2 separate regions of the Pan troglodytes genome follow, and region 2 is linked to region 1. Evidence: chromatin contacts called from public HiChIP or PLAC-seq data. All regions are on one chromosome and are shown on one strand. Each heading gives the region's core, a stretch centred on a gene start, on an enhancer-like site or on the middle of the called end of the contact. The rest is flanking DNA. Distances are from core to core; before and after follow the strand shown. Region 1 holds the start of ZNF584 (zinc finger protein 584). Region 2 holds the start of ZNF324 (zinc finger protein 324).

Evidence for each region. HiChIP or PLAC-seq counts read pairs in DNA pulled down with a chosen protein or histone mark.
Region 2: a contact with region 1 is called in an H3K4me3 HiChIP or PLAC-seq map of stem cell-derived excitatory neurons, with 2.7 times the contacts expected there. The contact joins the promoter of ZNF324 here to the promoter of ZNF584 in region 1. A contact is called at or near these places in 1 of 7 Hi-C or Micro-C datasets (stem cell-derived neural progenitor cells) and 1 of 1 datasets of contacts at active chromatin or transcription factors (stem cell-derived excitatory neurons).

Annotation. Positions count from the first base shown.
Region 1 is chr20:61,335,691-61,341,333 of NHGRI_mPanTro3-v2.0_pri, reverse strand. It overlaps ZNF584 (zinc finger protein 584), which reads right to left and starts at 2,516. Exons shown (of 4, transcript XM_016937003.4): 1 at 2,371-2,516.
Region 2 is chr20:61,397,849-61,403,491 of NHGRI_mPanTro3-v2.0_pri, reverse strand. ZNF324 (zinc finger protein 324) reads right to left here and starts at 2,036. Exons shown (of 5, transcript XR_010153988.1): 1 at 1,811-2,036.

The DNA.
Region 1 (5,643 bases), core at 1,267-3,766:
ATTTATGTTTTTCCTGGCACTGCTTCATTGGACCTCATTTTAGTTTCTTTTTTTTTTTTTTTTTTTTTTGAGACGGAGTCTTGCTCTGACACCCAGGCTGGAGTGCAGTGGCACGATCTCACAGCAACCTCCGCCTCCCGGGTTCAAGCAATTCTCCTGTCTCAGCCTCACGAATAGCTGGGACGACAAGCGCGTGCCATCACACCCAGCTAATTTTTGTATTTTTAGTAGAGTTGGGGTTTCACCATTTTGGCCAGGATGGTCTCCATCTCCTGACCTCGTGATCCGCCCCGCTCAGCCTCCCAAAATGCTGGGATTACAGGCATGAGCTACCGCACCCGGCCTATTTGTTAACATTTTAAAATGAATATTAGTACATTATTATTAATGTACATTATATGGGTTTTCACAAATGCATACACTCATGTATCCACCATTACAATATAGTAAAAAATACTTTTACTGCCCCCAAAAATTACTTGTGCTACTATTCATTCCTCCCTCCCTCCCTCCCTCCCACTGAGCCCCTGGCAGTCACTGCTTTACTGTCTCTATAGCTTTACCTTTTCCAGAATGTCATAAACTTGTAATCATACAGTATGTAGCTTTTTCAGTCTGGCTTCTGTCACTTACCAATGTGCATTTCAGACTCCTCCATGCCTTTCATAACTTGGTAGCACAGTTAATTTTATTGCTGAATGATATTCCATTGTGTGGATGTAACACAGATTAGCCATTTATCTATTGAAGGACATCTGGGTTGATTCAAGTTTTGAGCAATTATGAATAAAGCTGCTATAATAATTTGTGTGGTTTTCGCATGGACATAAGTTCTCAACTCATTTGTGCAAATACCCAGGAGTGTGATTGCTGTATCATATGGTAAGACTATATTTAACTTTTTGTAAGAAACTGCCAAACTGTCTTCCAAAGTGGCTATACCATTTTGCCTTTCTATCAGCAGTAAACGAGAGTTCCCATTGCCTCACAACCTTGCTAGCATATGTTGCTATCAGTGTTTTGCATTGTAGCCATTCTAATAGATGTATAGTAGTATCTCATTATTGTTTCAATTTGCAGTTCCCTAATGGCATATGATGTGGAGCATATTTTCATGTGCCTATTTGCCAGCTATGTATCTATTTTTCTTAGGTGAGGGGTCTATTCAGACCTACGGCCTTTTTTTTTTTTTTTTTTTTTTTTTTTGAGACGCAGTTTCGCCCTTGTTGCCCAGGCTGGAGTGCAATGGTGCAATCTCGGCTCGCCGCAACCTCCGCCTCCCGAGTTCAAGCAATTCTCCTGCCTGTCAGCCTCCCGAGGAGCTGGGATTACAGGCATGTGCCACCACGCCCAGCTAATTTTGTATTTTTAGTACAGATGGGGTTTCTCCATGTTGGTCAGGCTGGTCTCGAACTCCTGACCTCAGGTGATCCGCCCACTTCAGCCTCCCAAATTGGTGGGATTACAGGCGTGAGCCACCGCGCCCAGCCTTGAATTGTACACTCAAAATCGGCAAATTTTATGGTATGTAAATTATTTTTTAAAAAAATCATATGTTTTGAAAGAACAAGTAGATGTCTGGGAGATTCTTTGGAGAAGTACTTAATGTGAAGTTTTCCACAACGATAAAAATGAAAGCACCCATCCCCCTGGTGGAGGGACACAGATCACAGGTAGCTTGTGGCCCCTCTTGGGCACTTCTTCTCCCACCACCCTCTGCTCCTTCTGCAGAGGCTTACAGAGCAGAGGAAACCCCAACCTAGGGCGAGACTCCCAGCTTTGCCACGCCAAGCCGGGCCCCAGGGGAGCCAGTGCGAACCCTAGCCTACTCCCTGGGATGAGAGGACCTCAGCACTAACCAGGTCTGCAAGTGGGTGTGGGGTTAGAGCGGATCAACTATGTGATCCTATCAACCTACGTTCGAATTTGACTGCATTTAAAAAAACACTTTCCCCCCCCAAACGGAGTCTCTCGCTCTGCCGCCCGGGCTGGAGTGCAGTGGCGCGATTTCGGCTCACTGAAGCCTCCGCCTCCCGGCTTCAAGCGATTCTCCTGCCTCAGCCTCCCGAGTGGTTGGGACTACAGGCGCCCGCCACCACGTCCGGCTAAAAAAAAAAAAATCTTTTTTTTTTTTTTTTTTTTTTTTTGAGGCGTCTCACTTTATATAGGATCCTCACGTTATACTATGTGTTTGGATCTGCGTTAAAATGTATTCATAACTATATGATCTGTACTCACAGCGACAGCCCCCAGACAACTTAAGCCCGCGGGGCCGGGGACGAGTCTGTGCCACAGACTCGTCCCCGGCGTGGCGTGGGGACAAAACGCGTGAGGGCGCTCGAAGGGACTGGTCTCTCGCTTGCTGCTCACCTGAGGCCCCGCAGCCTCCTGTCCCCCATCCTGGGGTCCCGCAGCCTCGCTCTGCGCGCCGCAGCCTTTCCTCTCGCCAGTGCCATCGGAGTGCTGGTGCTCACTGTTCTCACCACTCGCTCCCCGAGTTCCCCGCGGTTCCAGCGCCTGTCGCAATCTCCAGCGCAACGTGGTCGTCATGGCAACATCGCCCTCGGGTCCCTGATTGGCCGTCGAGTCTGGCGCGCCTTCCCTGCCTCACTTAATAGGGCTGCGGCACGAAGGCGACGCGCGCGCAGCACAGGCGTGATGAGTTGTTATGGCGACCAGAGTCCCGCCTCTTCAGCCCTACATAGGGCCTCCGATTGGTCCGCGCTTCCCCGAAGGCCTCTCCGCATTCTGGGCGGGGCCCGCCCGGGGCAAGAGGAGGGAGAAAGCAGGGCGGTGACTATGAGGGCGGAGGAGAGAAGTGCGGCTGTGATCTGGGGAAGGAGGGAAACCCAAGGATGCCAGCACGTGCGGTTGAGGTGAGAAGGGATCTTGCAGAACGCTTCCAGGACCCAGATTCGTATGCACGCCCTGCCCAGCTGGTCAGCCTCAGTTTCCCCATCTGTCAGTCTGGACAGTGATGCTCCTAGCGTCCGGCGAAGCCCCGCTCTTGGCCCTTGGTCCCTCCGCCTGATCACAAGAGGGTGCCGCGACGGCTGGGGACGGGTCTGGCGTGGGCAGGGACCTCTCCGACCCTCACTGAGGAAAGAATGGCGGAACCCGAAAACCGGGCCCTGGCGTCCCTCCTGCAAGGTGGGGAGGAGAGCTGGACGGCAGGATTTGGGAAGGGCTTGGGGAGCAGGGCCCCCTGAGGGTGGCGGGGGAGGCAGTGCTACCAGAACCATGGTTCGGTTGGCTCAGCCGCCTGGACCTCATCTGCTCCCTGAGGTTGGTCTTTGCTCCGCACCCTGGTGCGGCCTGGTACACAGAAGGCGCTCAGTAAACACTTGTGGATGAAGGAAAAAGAGAATTTATTGTCGTCGATTTACAGAAAAGAGAATCAAAGGCCGTGCCGTGCTGGGCCCTCTGGCACCCGGCTTCACAAGCACCCAGGCCTGCCAGGAGGAGCAAGTCCGGGGCCGAAGTGCCAAGGGGCAGGGTGTACAGCAGTGATGGGGTGGGCAGAGAGAGGATAGGAGGGCACAACTCCAGCTCTGAAGAAGAGAAAGAGGAGATTGGCTGAGGCTGGGCAAGGGTGGGAGGCGTCCCCCTGGGTGGTTTCAGGCAGCCTCTTTGTTTGAAAGCAGTGGATAGGCAGGCAGACACTGGGCACCAAGGTGGTAATCAGCAGACCAGATGCTCAGCAACTCCTAGACTCAGTCATCAGCCTCATTTTACTGCAAGAGAGAATGAGGCCCCTGGCTCCAAGCTGGTAGAGTGCAGAAGCCACAAAAGCACCTAGGAGCGAGCTGGTTAAGACAGAGAATGCGGCCAGCCCCACCCAATACCCCCAGCCCCACCCCTGGCCTCCCCAGGTCCTCCTGTATTTGTGCAGGCTGTGCCACTGGCCTCAATGCCAGCTCCTGAGCATCCTTTAGGATACAGCTCCCTCCTCCAGGCAGCCTTCCTGGTCTACCCTCAGGCACAGAACATCCTCTCCCTCTTCTGTGCAACACCAGGCAAGGGCCCCTTTCTGACTCCCCTGCTTGGCCCGTCTGGGTCAGAAATACCATTGCACACCCCCACTCCCCTAGGTTGGGTGGGAGAGGGAAGCAATGAGGAGGATCTCTGAGACCCTCCAAAGATATCCCGGTCTGAATCCCTGGAACTTGTGAATCTTTTACCTGACACCACAAAATGGACTTTGCAGGTGTGATTAAATTAATGATCATGAGATGGGGAGACTATCTTGGATTATTCGGGTGGGCGCTATGTACTTGTAGTGTCCTTATAAGTGAAAGAGGGAGGTAGGAGGGTCAGAGAGATCTGAAGATGCTGCACTGCTGGCTTTGAAGGAGCCAGGAGCCAAGGAATGCAGCCCTAGAAGCTGGAAAAACTAATGAAATGAATTCTCTCTTAGAGCCTCTAGAAAGAAATAGCCCTGTGGGCAACTCAACTTTAGCCCAGTGAAACCGATCGTTGACTTCTGGACTGCAGAACTGCAAGATAAGAAGTGTGTGTTTAGCCAGGCATGGTGGCCCGTGCCTGTAATCCCAGCACTTTGGGAGGCTGAGGTGGGTAGATTACTTGAGACCAAGAGTTCAAGACCAGCCTGGCCAACATGGTGAAACCCCGTCTCTATTACAAATACAAAAAGCCGGGTGTGGTGGCGGGCGCCTGTAATATCAGCTACTTGGGAGACTGAGGCAGGAGAATGGTTTGAACCTAGGAGGCAGAGGTTGCAGTGAACCGAGGTTGTGCCACTGCACTCTAGCCTGGGCTACAGAGCGAGACTCTGTCTCAAAAAAATAAATAAATAAATGAAATAAGGCCGGCTGCGGTGGCTCAGGCCTGTAATCCCAGCACTTTGGGAGGGCAAGGCAGGCAAATCACGAGGCCGGGAGTTTGAGATCAGCCTGGCCAACATGGTGAAACCCCGTCTCTACTAAAAATACAAAAATTAGCCAGGCATGGTGGCGGGCGCCTGTAATCCCAGCTACTTGGGAGCCTAAGGCAGAAGAATCGCTTGAACCCGGGAAGCGGAGGTTGCAGTAAGCCGAGATCATACCACTCCACTCCAGCTCGGGCGACAGAGTGAGACTCTGTTTCAAAAATAAATTAAAAAAAATAAACGCGTGTTCTAAATAATTAAGTTGGGGGTATTTTGTCACAGCAGCCACAGAAAATGAATAGACCACCAACTCTGCGGCTGTCTGACCAGGTTTCTTCCCTATGAGGCTGGGCTGTGGCTGCCCAGTGACCCAGTACACTGGTCCCAGCCCCTGTGGGTGACATTGGCATGTGGGTGTGGGCAAGAACTGGTCTGGGAAGACACACTGTGGACTCCCTAGTGTTCCTCCTCTGGCTCCCACCTGGAAGCAGCAGCTCACACCAGAGCTAGCTCTAGACAGTCCTGGGCCCAGGGTGCATTCCCAGGCTGCCTGGGTCACCTGCAATTCTGTCACTCCCTTGTTTGGCACCTACTGTATGCTGGTGCTGAGGACACATGTAAACAAATCAAACAGGAGCCTCCAGCCACATAGAAGTCACGTTTCTCTTTGGAACATGCTGGGTGCCCATTCCCAAAACACAGCACTCCATCCCAGAGTGAGGTGAGGCAGGATTGGGGGGGTGGTGTGCAGGGCC
Region 2 (5,643 bases), core at 787-3,286, 63 kb before region 1:
ACGAACTTGTTTTGGGCTGCATTCAAAGCCATCCTGGGCAGTGGGTTGGACAAGCTTGGTTTAAGGTATGGCTGTGAGCCAGGACCAAGCTCCCCATCCCAACAGCCACCTCCCATGATGTCCCTCAGACACTCACCCTCCTTCCCTGGATTCTGCCCCCACCATCTTCAGATGGCACTTCCCTCACATGTCTGGGACCCCTCCCCTCTGCCCTCCCTGACCAGACCCCAGATGCCTTCTTGGCCTCCCCACTGGCAACGCCATACACAAGCAGGCTAGAACAAGTCCTGGCTGGGCCCTCAGCTGCCACACCAAGAGCAGCCCCAGGTGTCCACTCGTGACTCAGCATGACCACTCATGACCCTCCCCAGATGCACCCTTCCTGCTCTTGTAGCAAGAAACTATGAGTCCCAGCTGGGGCTTCCCAGGCATACCCATCACCGGGACCCTCCCCTGCTGAGCCTGCTTGCCTGACATTTCCAGGCTGCTCATCCAGCCTGAGGGACTGGATGATTCTCACCAGTCGCCACAGGGGAGCAGCCTCAACAACCTGTGAACAGAGAGGAACTCAATCCCTTCCTCCTTCCACCCGGTGTCCCCTCTCTTTCTTCCCCTCTCTGTTGCCACCCTCCCCTCCTCAGTTAGGTGCTAGGCTCTTCCCAATAGCCCCAGGCATCCCAGCTGGTCTTCTTTACCCTCAAGCCATAACTGCCCACACCTGGCTGAGTCCCTGCCCATTCCTCAGTCCAATTCATAGGCCCTGTCCACAGCCCAGGACACCAACAACGTCAGGTCCAGTGACATGACCAACCTGGGACATCCCAGACTCTTGAGCTTTCCCCTGAAGGAAACCTGCTTTCCTTTCACCTTTCTATCTACAGCAGCTCTCTTCTTCCAGGCGCTCAGGCTGAACAACATGGGGTACTTAGTTCTTCAAACAGCCCACACCTGATGCATCCGCAGATCCACCAGAATTCACCTGGTCGCCCACCTCCACTGCTGCCCAGACTGTGGCAGTCGGTTCTTCCCTTCATGCCGACACCCCTGCATGTCTGTTCTCCACGCAACAAACGGTGGAACCGTTTTAAAGTCCCCAGAGGATGTCCTGATTCTGTTCAAAACTTCTATGTCTCCCGACGCCCTCGAGATAAAGCCCACCCCCTCGCCTGCTACTGCAGCCGCACGCATCCCCTCTCCTCCAGCTCCACATCGAGAGCGCTCAGTCCCAGAAGCACCTGGGCTTCGGCTCCCCTCCCAGGTTTTGCACACACAGGACTCTCCCCTCGGAGCCTCCTTCAGGACCTCAGCCCCCTGGCTGCCCGAACTCGGGAGCTCACCAGTGCCCTGGACACAGGAGTTTGCACTGACCCCCGCAACGCCCCCAGGCCAGGGAGAGGAAAGACGACTAGGCGAGGTCTAGGAAGCGGCCTCCCTCCGTGAGGGCGCGGTCTGTGTGAGCAGGGACTCCCCCGCTTCCCCGGCGCGGGCTTGTCAGCGCCACCGCCGCCAGCCGAACCCGCAGCTGGGAGGGAAGAAAGGCGTGGACCACCCAGCCTTTCCCCGCCCGCAGCGTCCCGGGGCCGCCCCGCGCCTCAGTCTCCCCGGCCATCATGGACGTGGAACGCCCAGCGCGCAGCCTCCTGGGCTGCCGCACGGTGGGAGAGCGCATGGCTCCCGCCGCGGCCCGACAGTCCCCTGGACGCCCACGACGCACTCTGAGAAACAGAGGCTTGGGGGCGCGGCCAGCGGCCGGCGCCCTCGATCACGACGCGTGCGCAGGGCGGGCCCGACGCGGGCCCTCAGCCAGTACCTTCCTCGCCGCCAGCCTCGAGCACCAGGAACCTCCTGGAAACCGGACCCGACCCGCGGGCCCCAGCCCAGACCACCGGTGTGGCCTGACGCGGGCGGCGAAGTGACAGTCCCACCGCCGGAAGTCCAGCCCTTCGGTTCTCATTGGCCCAGTGCGCGCCGCGGACGCTTGCGTACAGCCTTCCGGGTCATGTGGTTCCCGCCTGTTTCCCTGCGTGGAGGCGGGGCCACTACCGGTCTCCTTGGCAACGTCCAAGCCCCTGCCGCGCGGGGCGCTGGGAAATGGAGTCGCGCGGAGGCCTCGGGTTTTCAAGCGCTTGGTGGCGCTGGTGGATTCGCCCGGTGTGTAGTCCTGCCTTCGGCATTCCAGGTGTCCTCCCAAGCAGTCCCGGAGACTAAACCCTGCAGGTGCGAAAGCAGAAACTGCCGAGGTTCCAAGAGGCAACACCAGCAGGGAGCACGGAGGAGAAAATGCACCGGGTAGGGCAGGTGGAGGTGGAGGAGCCGATGCCTGGAGCTCCGGGTTCCCTTCCCAGCTCTGCCTCTCACTGACTGTGCGTCCTGGGCGCCGGTTTGACCTCTCTGTGTCAATGTCCCGTAAAGGTTTAAGGTCCGTTTTCAACCTTTACACCAAGAATTCTCAGCCCGTAAGCCTACATTTGTCTTAAGTATGGGACTGTTCCTCGACGCTTGCCCAAAGCATCTGTTTTCCTTGTAATTTGGATGGGCAGAAGTTAATTCCCCAGATTTGCTTGTCCTTAGACCATCTAGATCTTGTCTTGCCCCACACATCACAATATTCATTCTTTTTTCCTTTTTTCTTGGGACTCATTTAAGTTTTTGTTTGTTTGTTTGTTTTTAACAGGGTCTTTGTTCTGTTGCCCGTGCTGGAGTGCAGTGGCACAATCTCGGCTCACTGCAACCTCTGCCTTCAGGTTCAAGTGATCCTCCCGCCTCAGCCTCCGTAGTAGCTGGGACCACAGGTGCGCGCCACCATGCCTGGCTAATTTTTGTATTTTTTAGTAGAGATGGAGTTTCACCATGTTGGCCAGGCTGGTCTTGAACTCCTGACCTCAGGTGATCCGCCCGCCTCGTTCTCCCAAAGTGCTGGGATTACAGGCCAATTTAAGTGTCTTTGACACATAAAAACGAAAGGCAGAGCAGTCTCAATGTAGACTGTCTTGTTTGGCAGATAATAAAAGGTTGTCTTGTTTTTGGAACCCGTAGACAGTTCTCAGCTGTCCAGTTCCTTAACTCTTTTTGCCTCCCTCCCTCTATACCTACCTCCATCTATAACTATCTCTCTGTCAACTGTCAGCTATAACTGTCCACCTAATTGATTCTACTTGTAAATCCTTGTGGAGCAAGGGAGCTCATCATGTTTGGAATGTTTTAATATAAATTTTGCTACTTTGAAAGAATTTAAGAACATTTCAGGACTGGGCGCAGTGGCTCACACCTGGAATCTGAGCACTTTGGGTGGCCAAGGTGAGCGATCACTGGAGCCTAGGAGTTTGAGACCAGCCTGAGCAACAAAATGTGACCCCCATCTTTATAAAAAAAATATAAAAATTAGCTGAGCATGGTCTTGCATGCCTGTAATACCAGCTACATGGGAGGCTGAGGTGGGAGGATTGAGTTCAGGAGTTGGAGTGTGCAGTGAGCTATGATGGAGCCCCTGCACTCCAGCCTGGGTAAGAGAGAGACCCTGTCTCAGGAAAAAACAAACAAAAACCCTGAGGGGAAAAAAAAAAAACCCAACACTTAGAAGTATTAAAGTTCAAAAACCCTGAAGAAAAAAAAAAAACCCAACACTTAGAACTATTCAAGTTGTGGCCGGGCGCTGTGGCTCACGCCTGTAATCCCAGCACTTTGGGAGGCCGAGGTGGGCGGATCTTGAGGTCAGGAGATCGAGACCATCCTGGCTAACACGGTGAAACCCAGTCTCTGCTAAAAAATACAAAAATAAAAGTAGCCGGGTGTGGTGGCGGGCGCCTGTAGTCCCGGCTACTCAGGAGGCTAAGGCAGGAGAATGGCATGAACCCGGGAGGTGGAGCTTGCAGTGAGCTGAGATCACACTACTGCATTCCAGCCTGGGTGACAGAGCAAGACTCTGTCTCAAAAGAAAAAAAAAAAGAAAGTAGTATTAAAGGTGTGATTTGATCAAATGCTTAGAGGCATTATTACCATTTTAAGCTATGTATGAATATTTGGAGGCATTTTAACTCTTCAAACGTTTCATTTTTTAATTTTTAATTTAATTATTTATTTGAGACAGCATCTCGCTCTGTCACCCAGGCTGGAGCGCAGTGAAACAATCTTGGCTCACTGCAATCTCTACCTCCTGGGTTCAAGAGATTCTCGTGCCTCAGCCTCCCGAATAGTTGGAATTACAGGTGCATGCCACCACACCCACCTAATTTTTGTATTTTTAGTAGAGACAAGGTTTTGCCATGTTGGGCTGGTCTCGAACTCCTGACCTCAAGTGATCCGCCTGCCTTGGCCTCCGAAACTGCTGGGATTATAAGTGTCAGCCACTGCACCTGGCCTGAGTGATATTTTCTTTTTTAGTGTGTGTGTGTGTGTGTTTTTTTTTTTTTTTTGAGATGGAGTCTTGCTCTGTGGCCCAGACTGGAGTGCAATGGCGTGATCTCTGCTCACTGCAATCTCTGCCTCCCAGGTTCAAGTGATTCTCCTGCCTCAGCCTCCTGAGTAGCTGGGATTACAGGTGCCTGCAACCACAACCGACTAATTTTTTTATTTTTACTAGAGACGGGGTTTCACCATGTTGACCAGCCTGGTCTTGAACTCCTGACCTCAGGTGATCCACCTGCCTTGGCCTCCCAAAGTGCTGGGATTACAGGCATGAGCCACCGCGCCCGACCGCCTGAGTGATATTTTCTAACAAATTTTCTACTTCTCATCCTGGTTTGAGCTATAAGATGACTGGTATATGGTATGCGATCAGTCATAATTATGATTATTGAGTTTTCGGCCACAAAAACTAAAATGACCAATTTTTTTTTTTTGACAATCACATCTTTAACCATGCCATTTTAAGTTTTGTCCTCTTCCTTCTTGGGGAATGGGACTGCCTCAGTTGGAGATCTGGAATGATCGAAGATGTCTACTCAAGCAGGATTGCTTTTTTTTTTTTTTTTTTTTTGAGACGGAGTCTCGCTCTGTTGCCCAGGCTGGAGTGCAGTGGCAGGATCTCGGCTCACTGCAAGCTCCGCCTCCCGGGTTCAAGCCATTCTCCTGCCTCAGCCTCCCGAGTAGCTGGGACTACAGGCTCCCGCCACGACGCTCAGCTAATTTTTTGTATTTTTAGTAGAGACTGGGTTTCACCGTGTTAGCCAGGATGGTTTCGATCTCCTGACCTCGTGATCCACCCGCCTCGGCCTCCCAAAGTGCTGGGATTACAAGCATGAGCCACTGCGCTCGGCCATGGGCTGCATTTTTTAAAAATGAAAAATGTGAATCTGCAAGTCAATGCCTTTGAATTTAGCTTGCACAAGGATTGGTTAAGAATATCTGATATGCCTCCCTCAACTTCTTTATTTTGAGACAGGGTCTGGCTCTTTTGCCCAGGCTGGAGTACAGTGGCACAACCCACCTCACTGCAACCTCTGCCTCCTGGGCCCAAGCCATCCTCCCACCTCAGCCTCCCAAGTAGCTGGGACTATAGGTGCATGCCAGCTAATTTTTGCTTTTTTTGTTCTTGTTGTTGAGATGGGGTTTCATCATGTTGCCCAGGCTGGAGTTCTCTTCAACATGGTTGTAGGGAGTCCTTTATTAGATGGCATTTCTCATAAACAAAATCTCCAGGTTGGA